Linked DNA regions of Mus musculus: region 1 is linked to region 2. A link is a contact called in public promoter capture Hi-C data. All regions are on one chromosome and are shown on one strand. The core of a region is the stretch at or near the end of the contact, and the rest is flanking DNA. Distances in the headings are between cores, read along the strand shown. Region 1 overlaps Itpr1 (inositol 1,4,5-trisphosphate receptor 1). Region 2 overlaps Sumf1 (sulfatase modifying factor 1).

What was found. Capture Hi-C pulls out chosen DNA fragments and counts their contacts.
Region 1: a contact with region 2 is called in a promoter capture Hi-C map of pancreatic islet. The contact joins two enhancer-like sites. A contact is called at or near these places in 3 of 484 Hi-C or Micro-C datasets (conventional dendritic cells and double positive thymocytes) and 3 of 9 other capture datasets (adipose tissue, liver and pancreatic islet).

Annotation. Positions count from the first base shown.
Region 1 is chr6:108,228,351-108,234,979 of GRCm38.p6, forward strand. The region is part of intron 2 of Itpr1 (inositol 1,4,5-trisphosphate receptor 1); the gene reads left to right. Among named protein-coding and RNA genes, the nearest start is that of Itpr1, 19 kb to the left of the region's middle. Within about 2 kb of position 4,886, at least 63 of the 459 cell types and tissues checked have an H3K27ac peak or open chromatin away from gene starts, as enhancers often do. A contact at or near this core is called in liver and pancreatic islet, where this site is marked.
Region 2 is chr6:108,137,158-108,144,290 of GRCm38.p6, forward strand. The region is part of intron 7 of Sumf1 (sulfatase modifying factor 1); the gene reads right to left. It also overlaps the pseudogene Rpl36-ps12. Among named protein-coding and RNA genes, the nearest start is that of Sumf1, 45 kb to the right of the region's middle. Within about 2 kb of position 4,149, at least 21 of the 459 cell types and tissues checked have an H3K27ac peak or open chromatin away from gene starts, as enhancers often do. A contact at or near this core is called in liver and pancreatic islet, where this site is marked.

The DNA of each region.
Region 1 (6,629 bases), core at 3,636-6,135, 92 kb after region 2:
AGGTGTGGTGTTCTGGTGACTTCTCAGTTAATAAAAAGTGTTCTAATTTAGACTTAGTTTGAGGAGTTCCCAACTTTTAAATTCTGAGTTGTGTGTGTACGCGAAAGTTAAATTTTTTTTAAAGGAAAAGTAATGTAAGTGCTATTAATTTAAGTGTGTGCAGGAGATGGGAAAATGATAATAAATGAGGTTTTTTTTTTTTTTTTTTGTCATCCCCCCCCCCCATCCCCCAATTGGAGCTTTTAGAAAATGAAATGTAAAACCTATCTGGAGCTGCTTAAAATTAAATGAACATAGTTCTTCTTTCAGTGGGGCTGTGCTTCAGCCTGTTTTTACTGCAAAATAGGAGAGGTTTTTAAATAATTAAATTATCAGCCCTTTGAAGAGCTCTCTCCCATCCCCCCTTCCCAGCAGGGCCTCTGGTTTGATGTGGGAAGAAGAGGGAGAGGGAGTGGAGTTGTGGGTTGACTCTCTGGGTGGTGTGAATTCGGGTACCTGGGACATGCTGTACTGGCAACAGACACCCCATGGGCTTGCAGAGGATTTAAATATTTTCGGGCCTGTGGGTCCTCTCCCCCCCCCCTTGCATTTTTTCTTAGCACTAGCAGCTAAGTAAGAAGTGTATTTCAAGGGGAATCATCACAAGGTAAGGGCATTGGAGAAAGAACGTTGAAGTCAGTGTTTCTGTTTCAGCTTGGTTCCGAGATGCAAGAGTGACCGTCAGAGCCAGGCGGTATGCTTGAGCTCGTTCTGTGGATTGTTTGCTTTATGCCCCAAATACTATGGAAAGTTGCAAAGAATTCCTCCCTCCTTCCACCTGCTTAGTATAAGGGAGCTGTGGATCAGAGAAGCTAGCTCTATTGCTTAAGGACACACAGCCAGAGTGCTCGCATTTGAGCCGGTGTTTCTAAGCACACTCTCTTGCCAGCATTCAGGAGCCATTTTGGACTCGAGGAGTAGAGGTCAACAGGGCAGATCTGAGAGCAGTTGTCCCAGATTAAAAAGAGGTTGGTTTCTTGTTCTTTTATTTCTCACAGAAATCTAAAAAGTGCCACTAGATTTAAGTTCTATGTATCACTGATCCAAGAGTTTACAAACTTAGCTTTAATTAACTTTAGAAGATAATCGCCCCCAAAGAGTATCAGCAGGCAACTTTGGCCACAGATGAGAGGCCACCCTGGTGACATGGAATCCCAGTGAGGCTGATCACCACATTCCCCGGTGCTGGGCTGTTACAGAGTGAGGCCATTGTGGTCCTCTCCTTGTGAGTTTGCAGAGCTGAGAGAACAAGTCAGACAAGTGATGGGGAGACACCCAGGAGAGTGCTCGGGTGCAGTGGAGGGAAGTGTGTGTATGCAACTCAGGTTTGGGAGGAGAGTGGTAGCAGGGCAGCAGAGGTGTGGGAGTTAGCCATGTTAGGGAGGGAAGGGAGTGCCATAGGCAGTAAGGATTCTGGGAAATGTGCATTCTGTTGAGGGTGGGCGGGAGGGCAAGCAGGGCTGCAGTAGATTTGGGGTATTTGGGGTTTTTTTGAGGTGGGGGTCTCTGGTCTAAGTTACAAGGCTGTCTGCAAACGCTTGCACCCTCCTGTTTCCGCCTCATGAATAGTTTGGACTACAGGTGTGCACGCTGCACTTGTCTCTGATTTTGGAGAGTTGTAAGAAATGATCTAGTTGCTGGGTGTGGTGGCGCACGCCTTTAATCCCAGCACTTGGGAGGCAGAGGCAGGCGAATTTCTGTTCGAGGCCAGCCTTGTCTACAAAGTGAGTTCCAGGACAGCCAGTGCTACACAGAAAAACCCTGTTTCGACCCCCACCCCCCCCCAAAAAAAAAGAGAAAAGAAATGATCTAGTTGATGTACCTACAAGATTATGTTGACTGCGTTCAGAATAGATTAAGGGGAAACCCATGTCTTTTGAAAGATAAGTAGATGTCCAGGTAAGTTGGATCCACATCCCACATGTGCCTCAAGATAGTTATGGATTTGGCTCAACACAAAATTGTAAATTTACTTAAAACATGAGGGTTTTTTTTTTTTTTCAGTTTTGTTTTTGCTATAACTCAATTGTGTAGTTTTGGCATGTGAATTTTAAAGATGCCAATCATAAGTTGAAATGTCAGAAGGCTAGACCTTTCAAGAATCTAGTTAAGAAATAAAAGGGACGGGGTCTGGAGAGATGGCTCAGCAGTTAAGAGCACTGCCTATTCTTCCAATGGACTCGGGTTGGTTCCCAGCATCTCCATGGCAGCTTGCACCTGTCCTTAAGTTCAGTTCCAGGGGATCTGAGACTCTCACACATAGGATGCAAGCAGGCAGAACACTAATATGAATAAAATAAAAATAAGTCATTAAAATGAAAAAAAAAAAGAAAGAAATGAAATATGGGGTGGAGGGATGGCTTTGTGGTTAGAGTACTTGCTGCTCTGGCAGAAAACCCAGTTTCAGTTCCAGCACCCACATGGCAGCTCATGACTGCCAGGAACTCAGCCCTAGAGGATTCATTGCCCTTTCCTGGTCTCTGAGGGCACTAAACGCATGTAGCACACATGCGGACAAGCTGTCACACATACATGCATATTAATAAAAAAATAAGTTGAAAAATGGTATTTGGGACTGGGGAGATAGCTTAGTAGTTAAAGTGCTTGCCATTCGGAGGTACGGATGGCAGTTCAGGTTCCTGGAGCCCACATAGCCACCTGCCTACAACTGCAGCCTTGAAAGATAGAGACAGAAGATCCCTGGGCACAGCTTGTGAGACTAGACATCCTGGAGACTCTGGGCTTGATGGTGATTCCTGACGTCAACCTCATCTGTGGATGTGTACACACATGCATATGTGTGCCCTCACAGTGCTCCCACATACTCAAACTTATGTACACACACACACACCCCACAGGCTTACACACAAGTGAAAATGGGGAAAAAAAGAAATGAAGCTGGCTGAGACTGACGGAAGCGAGGCGAGGTTAGGAGAAATGAAGGGCTTAGTAATGTTGAGATTTAAAATCACGAGGAGTGGATGTTCAAGCCAAGCTCTTCAGTCTTTCATCTGACAGCACCTACTCTTATTCTGTGAGCACCTACTGTATGCAAGGCATTGCTGTTGGAGATACAGTTGTGTAGAGAGCAGAGCTCTAGAATTGCCTATCCCTCAAGGGTGTCAGACAAGCATCACACCGATAGATGTGAGCTTGTGACAGAAGCAAGCTGAGGAGAGAAGATCTCACAGGCAGAGTTTGTGGAAGTTGCAGAAGGATTTGTCTTCACCCAGTGATCGTGGGAATAATGATTGAACTGAGAGCCGAAGGGCTTGCTTTCACTGAAGCTAGGCAGGTGACTGTGAATGCCGTAAAGCTTGTGATGATGCTGTGGGCAACCAGGAGCAGAACCCTAGATGCTGTTGCCAGTGACAGATCTGTGGAGATCCTAGTTAGGCAAAGGGGCCAGCAGAGCACACAGAGAGTATCTGGGAGGCAGAGAACAACATGGACACTGAGTGCCACTCCCTCTGCTCTGTTCTTAGAGTAGATCTCTGTGTTTGTGTGTTTGTTCTTGCCCTGTCCCTAGGAGTGCAGCCAAACACCCCCTTTTCTTTACCCATTTCTTAGGCAGTGAGAAGCTCGGACACAGGGGGTGGGAACTCCATCTGGCTGCTGTGGCCGCAGTGTGCAGAAGCACCAGGGCAGCTATCCTCTACTCTGGCCAGCTATTCTGGAAAAATCCTGTTCTGACAGGTGCCTTAGGCAGCAATCAGCCGGGGGTGGTGATGGGTGGTGGCGCTTGTAGGTCATAGAGATGGTGACACAGCTTTATACCAGGGGCATTGCTGGTGCTTGTCACAGTCATGTACCCAAACCTCAAGATGTATATAGTGTAGAGCGGGGGACAGCAGGGTTTAGGGAAGTTGTGAATTCCTACACTGAGTAACTCGCAGAACTGGGAGTCAGTGCTGGTGCTTTGAGCCCGGAGCCTTCTGTCTTCCTGTACGCTGAGCTTTGGAGACCATACTGTGTCAGAGTGGAAGGAAAGTGGTAAGCCATTGTGAGAGAGCTATGCAGCCCTCACAGATTTAGAAGCCTTTGAAACTTCAGAAGACAGGTGAGAAGGAAAAGTTTTGGGAGGTGGCTGCCTCCCTGTGGGGACAGCAGTAATTGCTGTGTACTTAAGCAGGAGCTGTGAGCTTCCAGAGGAGACTTTTTTTTTTTTTTTTTTGCTGGATTCCAGCAGTGCACAAGAGACATGCATGATGACATGCTTAGCCAGTGGTTCAAGCCACTGTGTGTATTCAGTCTATAGTTCTGTGCCTTCAGAAAGGCCTGCGGGCCTCATGATTGGGAGTTGAGAGTCGTTCTGTACCGTTCAGCTTTTTCCCAGTAGAGGAATTAGGAAGGATAATTATCTTTCCCTAAAGTAAAATGGATCATCACAGGTCTTACAGGAGGTCATTTGTGGCAACGCCTAGCTGACATTTTATTACAGAGGAACCCCCCCCCCCCTTCATGGAGGTCGAGATCTTAGATTCTTTCAGAATTAGTCTTTATCTTTTAACTGAAGAAAAGAGCTAGCAGTGAACGCTGAAAGCATGTCAGCTCGTGTCTCAGGCACTTTGCATTCATGGCCTCATCCCTTCCCTATGACATGTCTCTGAAGTCTATCCCCAGTGTAGAGATATGTACAGAGGTCCACATCAGCCGAGAAGTCTTGGTGGGCTTAGCATACAAAAATACCTTACACATAGAGAGTCAGGATGGAGTCATAGGTCGACTTAGTCGACTACTAAGCCTGTTTTGTAGAGCTGTTGGCATGGAGCCCTGGGTGTCCTTGTAGTGTTGGGAGCTGCAGTTATGACACAGTTAGGACAGCATGGCAGGTTGGTACCTGCTCTGTTTTTCTCACAGTGACCGGGTCATTGTGTTTGAGGACTACTGGGAGCCCTGCGTGTGGCTGGTAGAGGCATACAGGCAGAATGGTCCTCAATCAGATAAAGAAGTGGCCTCCCACCCAGCTCTCTAACAACAGGAAGTCTTCCTGATGATTGCTGCCAGGCCTACTTCCTACCTAGTCCCTCCAGCCCCAAACGCCTGTTGTTTTGACTCTGCTAGCCCCGGTTTTCCCTTTCAGTACACAACTGATAATTGTTTCAGAGTCTCTCCTCCTGGCCCTCTCCTATCCCTGTGTGCCATTAAAGGCAGAGCAGCGGGAGACCCAGGTGTTTCCAACCAGACCTGGAAGTGGTTCACTTACTCAACTTATCCAAGAAACAAATCACTGTCTGATGCCCCTGGGGATGAATCTGCCCTAATGATCCTTAATTTTTTTTTTTTTAAAGTTGGGACCTTTGGCAGATGGCCCAGTTGAGGATCATTAACTGTGGTGGGTGTACTGGCCTCTGTTTTCAGGGGAAATATAAACTATGGCAAAAGGTTACTTGTTCAATTATCTTGTCTACTTAATAAGCATATGGGCAAGAAAGAAGACGCGTACCCTTTCTTCTGACTTAACAAAAGTGTTATATTTGACTAAGGTAGGAAAATGAGGAATTCAGCAGTAGGAAAAAAATGAATTAGAATTGTCCATAAAGAAAAAAAATGTGGAGGGAGGAGAGGGTGTGGCAGGATGTATTGTATGAGAGAAGAATAAATTAAAAAAAAACATTAAAAGTGAACAGTTCTCCACTGCCACCCAGAGAATAAGAACAGTGGACATTTTCCATTTTCCCAGGGATTACTGTTGATGAAGAAGCCCATGTAAGAACTCAGTAGATCTCTGTGCCTCCTGTCTGACTAATTATCTATGATGAACATGTGAACCTTTCTGTTCTTCAGTTTCCCCAACAACAAAAGAGGGGTGGACCTATGTCACGCCGTGCCACATGTCTGGAGGATTCTGAGACAATCTTATTCTCAGCACAGAGGTGGACACGATAGTCCTTGACAGGCGTTAGCTATTCAGCTTAATGGTGGGGCTGAAGCGTTCAAGCTCCAAGCTACTCAGAGAGTTTCTCATCTGCTCTGATCTCAGAAGCTAAGCCGGGTGGGGTCAGGCTGGAACCTGGATGGGACAAATAGGACTGCTGTAGATTCTTAGTGTCAACTGAAGTCCAGGAACCTGTTGTGATTGTCAGGTTGCAGGTTCACTCATTCTGTCATGTCTTGCCATTGCTGTCATGTCCCAGGCCTTACAGGTTATGTCACACTCTGCTACTACAGAACCCTGGGTTGTATCTGCTGCTTTACAGTGAGAGAAACTTTCAGTAAGATACCCAGAAGAGGATGTAGATTTGAAGGACAATATCATGCTGCTGCTGTCTGGCTTGGCCTTCATCGGAGCCAAATGCCCTTTAGAAGGATACGGCCTGGGAGGAGAGCTTTAGTCACTCCGAATTGGCCCTGCTTGTCTTGCCTAAGCACATTCCTGCCCTCCTGCATCCAGCAGCTCCCCGTTGGTCCTCTGGGAGGCCCGTATGTACAGACACAAATTTGGCCTGACTCAGAAGTCAGTCAAACAGAACTTCTTTTCTAATAACCAGTCCTACAGCCCTACAGCCGGGAGATAGCTACATAGCAGAGCACTGGCTTAGCATATCAAGATCCGAGATTCGATCCCCTAGCGCAGAGGAAGCAAAACA
Region 2 (7,133 bases), core at 2,899-5,398:
AAGGCTTTCCTCCAAAGAACCTTCTTGACAACAGGGCCTGGCTACTGTGTCCCTGTGTCTACTGCGTCCCTGTGTCTGTCAACCCCCACAGCAAGGACAGCTCCGTAACCCAGAGAGAACTGTGCCAATGTGGGCTGACTGGTGCTCCAGAGCTCTTGCTTCAGCTCTCTGTTCAGTGTCCTCTTCACGTACAAACAGCCAGCTCTACTGGAAAGGAAAGCTGCTACAAGCTGAACACTTCTACACAGAGCTGCCCTGAGGTTTAAAAGATATTTTTTTTTTTCAAATATCAGTATACTGAAAGTCTGATGGTTCAATTGCATAAGCTGTTTCATATACAAATTTATTCAAAATAGTATTTAAAATCACCTTCAGGCTCTTATGTAAGCTATGTATGATATGGAAGCATTTCATATGCACACTTGGATTCTACCCTTGAGATAGTGCAAAACGTATACATAAATTTCCCACGGTCCAAAATTTAAATCCTTCAAGCTCCAAGCATCAGTGTGCTTTGGCACGTGCTCTGGACATTCTGCCACTGATGTGGTTCGGAAGAAAGTAACAGAATTGCCCTGAATTGTAAGTTATATCAGATATAATAGAATAAAAGGGGATACTTACCCAGAAAAACGAAGACTAAGAGGCAAATGCTATGGGGACCTTCAGGACCTTGAAAAGCTTCCAGGTCAGGAGAGAGCAGAATAAAAACCAAGGAGTTAAATACTCTCAGGGAGTGTTTGGCTGGACACAGCACCTTTCCATAAAGCAACTTTCTGCCCCAGGCGTTGGAGTTCCTGCTGGCCAGGAGTGTCTTCAGCTTTCAGGGTTATCAGTGAGTCCTGCATGACTGAATTCCCTAACGAAGAAGGCGGGGAGGACACTATATAGTATCCCACTCCCTGCTCAGGAAGTTGCACCAGGGGCTTCTGAGAAAGTGTTTATTATGAAGATGGAAACAAATGTCATCTCAGCACTAGAACTGGTGGTCACTTTCACTTGAGAACACCCACCCGCCCCCAGAACACGTTTGCAAATGCCGTCAAAGGTGCCAGACACTGGAACTGTAGACATCATCCACACTGACTTCTCTGCCTCAGTAGTTCTTGTGTGCTGTAGGAAAAGCTCTACCCAGAATTGCAAACAGCAGTGGGTACCCACAAGGACTTCCTCCAGAAAGACTTCCAGCTTCTACTAGGACAAAGTTAAAATTATATTTTTATTTCATTTTTGAGATTATAATTTAATGACAACATTTCTCTCTTTCTTTCCATTCCTCCAAACCCTCCCTCCCATATGTCCTTCCACATTCAGAAAATTATTTTTTGAAAGTCTGGAGAAGCCAACAGTACAACCACTTTGCATTGTCCTTGGCACTCATTAAGCATATTTGTAGTCACATTAGCTGTCAACCGCTAGAAACAACCACACTTTTTCCACTTTGAACTCTCATACCTCAGAAGATCCTCACAAAGGACACATGACCAAAGGTCTTCTAGCAGGTAAAAATTCCAAAGCAACTTCCTGGTTCTAGTATAGACTAGGCACTAAGTATATGCTTGATGAATGAACATGCCTATGAAGGCATCGTACAGACAGAGAGGGACAGCCAGCCAGCAGCATGCGGTCTTTGTTCTACGTGCAGTGGTAGAAGGCCGCAGAGGGGTTTATGGATGAGAGACATCTAGCATAGCAAGTAGAACCTAAATCAAGCATAGCTTTAGGACTTACAAAGGAAAGCCAGTCTGAACCCTAAGCACAACCAAGCAATGCGGAAGAAGTATCTGGGCAGAGGCAGTAAGTCAGCACGGTTACTACCCATTACCATGCTGCTCTCAGACCAGAAGACTGGTTGGTGTGTGTGCCAATTTACTTAGTCCACCATGTGCAGAGAGGTAAGGGTTCAGAGAGGAGTCCATAAAAACAAGCAAACAACAAACACTCCATGTGCCACAGAAGGCGGAAAGGATGAGCTTAGAGCCTCCCTGATCAATTCCCTAGGACATCAAAACAGGCGAGAGAAAAGACACACACTTCGCAACTGTCTGGAACTATACAGTACGATATATGGTCAAAACCCATGTTGAAAGCAAGCTGACAGATGTCTAGCTAAGCCTTGGCAGGCAGGAGAGGATGAAGGTGTCTGGACTATAACAGCATGGAAGCATGAGCAAGGTTTGTAAGTAAGGATGACCAAGCACTGCACCAACCAAAGCGAAGAGGGCGAGAAGAGTAAGCAAGCAGTGTTCTCAATTATAATTTTCTTCCCCTTTGCTGGCACAGGCTAAGCTCATTATCTCAGCCGACAGGAGCAGGTAGCATTCTAACTAGACAGGCAAACCACAACAAGAAGAAAACAATACTTTGAGACAGAGGAATGGAAAGGGTCTCCTCACAGTAAGATGCCTGATCTGCCAGCGATCTCATCAGGTGTGCACACCTATTTCCAACTCACACAGAGAGAGGCTCAGGTGCACTCGAGTTAATATGCATTCCATTGTTGCCGAGTTAGAAAAACACAAATCACTCTGGATAGTTCCAAGACTAGAACTCTCGCTGGGAGCACGGCAGGAGGACAGATAGCTGTCTGACCCAGACCAGACATGATATACACTCCTAAAATTGCAGCAGAGGCTGAAGGATTTCTGTTTAAGGCCAGTCTGAGCTACAGAATAAGATCCTGTCCCATGTTGCAGAACAAACAAGCAAACAAGCAGCCTGTTTAGATACAACTGTGTTTCTCTTAGAACCAGAAGGATACTATAAATCATACTATCCCATCACATCACCAGCGACATAGCATCATGGTAGCCATAGTGATGCAGCAAGCATAGGAAATCAGAACATTAAATAATCGCTTACCTTTTCTTAGGTCTACATTTTTTTTTGAATGCACTATATAATGGCACAGATGATATGGGGCCCAGATGTAAGCAAATGAGAAAGAAAAAATACAAATAAATTTTTTTTTTTTTGTAGGAACCATCTTTTATTGGGGGAGGGTTCATCAATCCTTCTTGGCCGCTGCCTTCCTCATGGCTGCCAGCACGTTGCTCAGCTCCTCCCGCTTTCTCTTGGCGCGGATGTGCGTGCCCACCCTCTTCTTGATGAACTTGAGTGCGCGCTTGTCCTTGGACACTTTGAGCAACTCCATGGCTCGCCGCTCGTAGGGTGCGAAGTCGCACACCTCCCGGATCATGTCCCGCACGAACTTGGTGTGTTTGGTGAGGCGCCCGCGTCGCCGGCTGTGTCTCGGCTTACTGACGTTTTTCGTCACCTTGTGGCCCTTGTTGAGGCCTACGGCCATGGGGTAGCGCAGAGCCATGGCTGATGCTCTCCGATGGCGGCCGGGCAACAAATAAATTTTTTAACTTGAATATTTTATGTAGTTAAGATATATCAAAGTGGGCTGGCGAGATAGCTCAGTGGTTAAGTGCGCCGACTGCTTTTCCAAAGATCCTGAGTTCAAATCCCAGCAACTACATGGTGGCTCACCACTATCAGTAACGAAATCTGATGCCCTCTTCTGGAGTGTCTGAAGACAGCTACAGTGTACTTACACATAACAAATAAATAAATCTTTATTTAAAAAAAAAAAAAAAAGATACATCAAAGCAAATGTCCACACTTTGGGTTGTCTTTATGGGTGCTCTATGGACTGAGAGATGGGCAGATGCACACACAAAAAAAGCAAACTGAACTGATCCTCATGGCACGTGGCCAAATATCTCATTTACTCTTAGAACTTTGTGTACAAAGTATGCCAGGCTGTTTCTACAGACTGCTTTGCCATAGATGACAGCTCAATAAAATAAAAACTAATGATTAACTTTTGCTCTGTAGAAGCCACTGAATAAGAAAAAGATATGTCCTGAATAACCTGTGCATGAGGAAAGTTGACTTTTCCCCCAGCTCTCCAATGCAGTTTTTAAAACTATTTGCTATAAGCCAGTTCTGGGGCTAGCATGAGCACGGGGCACTAAAGAGGTCAGGTTCTGAGATAAAATGTTTACATAGGCACTCGGGGTCAAAACTCTCCATGAAGATGTCTATTTCTAACTTTGCTTTTGACCCACCTGGAATTTGGACAGCGACTTGAGTGTTCCAGGTCTAAATGTCTGGAACTGGCATTACTGTGAAATTAATGGTTATACTCCAGGTTCTGTGCCAAGCACTAATGATACATAAGCCATTAGGGAAGAAAGGCAAACAAGTTAGGCCCTCACAGAAAAATAGGAATTGGTCAAGTCAGGTGAGCCTCCACAGCTGTAAGAATCACAGAGCCCAAATCCCAGGAAAATCCCCTAGGGATCTGCTGATTCAAATGGCAGCAGATGCTGAATACCTTTCAACCCATTCACAGCCTAAGAAAACAAAATTTGGAGTTCAGAGCCCTCCAAGGAGTCTCCATGGTGAATCCATCCCCTAGTCTCTCAGTTGGTACCCTGAAGAGTCAAGGAGAACTGGCAATGGGCTTGAGAGGGACGAAAGCTCAGCTTCATACACTTCAGATCCTAACTGGTTAGGCTGATGTGACACAAAGACAAAGGTAAAGACTCTAGAGAAAGACTGCACCAGCTAGAACTCAAAACCTCACCTCGGTTTCCCACAAGATATGTCTGGAATTCAGCCAGAAATAACTATGTCCATATGAAAACAAGACATGGCCGAACATCAAGAACAAGAGATAGCCAGATGTTTCTTACCCTGTGTCCAGACTGCAAACTGCCGACTGTGGGGCAGAGAGACAGGTCACCAGTTATGCTCTACCCTCGTCCAGAGCGCAGGGGCTTGAGTCCCAGCACTCACATAACTTTCAGCAGTCTCTACCTCCAGTTCCAGGTGATCTGATGCCCCCTTCTGACCTCCATGTGCACAACTCACACACTTGGTGCACATACATACATGCAGGTACAGTACTTGCACATACAGAATAAGAGTAAAAAATACTTTAAATGACTGAAAACCACAGTAAAAGAGCAGTAAACACTAACCAGGGCAGTGAAGTGTCAAACACTGACAACACCAAGTGCTGATAAAAACAACTCTTGCTCTTTTATCCTCTTTCTTTGATTAAAAAGAGAGAAAAACAGCTACAGAGGTTCCAATTATCTTATTTCTTTCTGTATTTCTCTGGGCTCATGTAACATTTCATAGTTAAAGGTTTTAAAAGGAACTGAAAGTTGTGTCTGAAGAAGAGATCAGCAAAGACCAAACCATTTTTTGGCTTTCAGAGTCATATTTATTTCTTTATTTTGCAGACAGTAAGAAGCCATTCAGAGACACGTATACTGGGTCAGCCTGGGCTATATAGTGAGCTCTAAGACAGACTGAGCTGTGCAATAATATCTGAGGGGGAGGGGGAGGAGGAGGGGGAGGGAGAGGGAGTATGCATGAATCTGAGTGGAAAAGTAGCAGTATTAGATTTGGTCTGCACAAAGACCATTCAAGATGCAAGGCAGCCGATAGAGTGAAGACAAGGAGTTCACCTGGGAGACTGATGACAGACACTGATGATTCCATGTGTGCTGCATAAGAGAGCTATAACAATCCCCATGATGGCATCAAGAATTTGGGGGTTAGTTCTCAAAATGGTTGAACTACAACCCCATCAAATCAGAAAGCAAATGAGGCCATGTGACAAAGACTAGAATAAATGGGACAATTTCACAGAACTAGAGTGACATCAGGAAATAGCCTGCAACAGCTGAAAGGAAAAATGGGACTTCTTCTACAAATCCTTAGGAGAAAGTCAGGCCGTTGCAGAAGTGAAAGCTAACGAGCCCTGAGCGCCACAGCAGATGCTCAGATAGCTACATTCACAACTTGCCAAGATTCTGGAGCCTTGCACAGCCCCTTCCAAGCATGCAGATGCTTTAATCTGACAGGGAAAATCTATTTCTGCCTCTGACAGCAAACGCCAAGTCACATCTTGCCAACAGGGAGAGGGGCTCCAAGCACAAACTCCCCAAGTCTGCACAATCTTCTCACTTGGAGACACAGGCTGTTTGACCACTACAACCACCAGTCCTGACAGAAGGGAAAAGAAAGGATGGGTAGAGCTTCTAAAGAATTCATCTTTTTCATCTGTACTTCCAAAAAGGTAGATATATATCTTTGGACTATTCATGAACAGCCCACATATTTTTCTGTGAAAACAAATTAAGCATATCAAACGGAAACTTATCCGAACAGTCTGAAAATGGCCTGAGGCATGGAGTTCAACAGGTTTTTCAATAACCTTTGAATGAGAAGCAACTAAAGCATTAATGTTCTTTATCACCGTCTTCTGGGCACTGCACACAGAGCATTACCAGTGGGGCTGGTTTTAATACTGTTCTTCGGTCAGTTTGATGAATACCCATCCCCAAGATGTCCAACGACAACAAGTATTCAAAGATGATCTTTGTAAAGGAGGCACCGTCTAAACACATGCTCCTATTAAAATGTTTACAGTACTAGAGAGCATGGTTTTAGGGGCAAGGAACTTGTCAATGAAGGGGATGGAAACCCAACAGGAGGACCAGCAGAGTCAACTAACCTGGACTTCTAGGGACTCTCGAACACTGAATTACCAACCAAAGAACACACACAGGCTGAAACAAAGCCCCCAGCACACATATAACAGACGTTCAGCTCAGTCTCCATGTGGGGCCCCCAAACACTGGAGCAGAGGCTTTCTCTAAAGCTGTAGTCTGACTGTGGTAAGCGTTCCCCACAGCGCTGCCTTGTCTGGTTACAGTGACAGAGACTTGATGCACCAGAGTGGGGGATAGCCACGGGGGGGGGGGGCCCACTCTCTCAGATGTGAAGGGGAGGGAGAATGGGGAAAGGTCTCTGTGAGGGGGACTGACTGAGAGGGGATTTGGGATATAAATAAATAAATAACTTATTTTAAAAAGACAGGGGAAGTAAAACTCAAATAGACAAGGCGGTCTTCTTTTCCAAGGAATAGGTACATTCTCCTATGAATGTCATATGAACAGGCTCATGAAAACAACTGCTAAGTGACTCAAGTTTCTCACTCAACAAGTTCCTCTCATTTTCTCCAAATTACACTGCTGAAACAAAATCCGTTCTCATCACAGCCCAGGTGAGGAGGTTCATGAAGAATACCGTGTCATATATCTTAA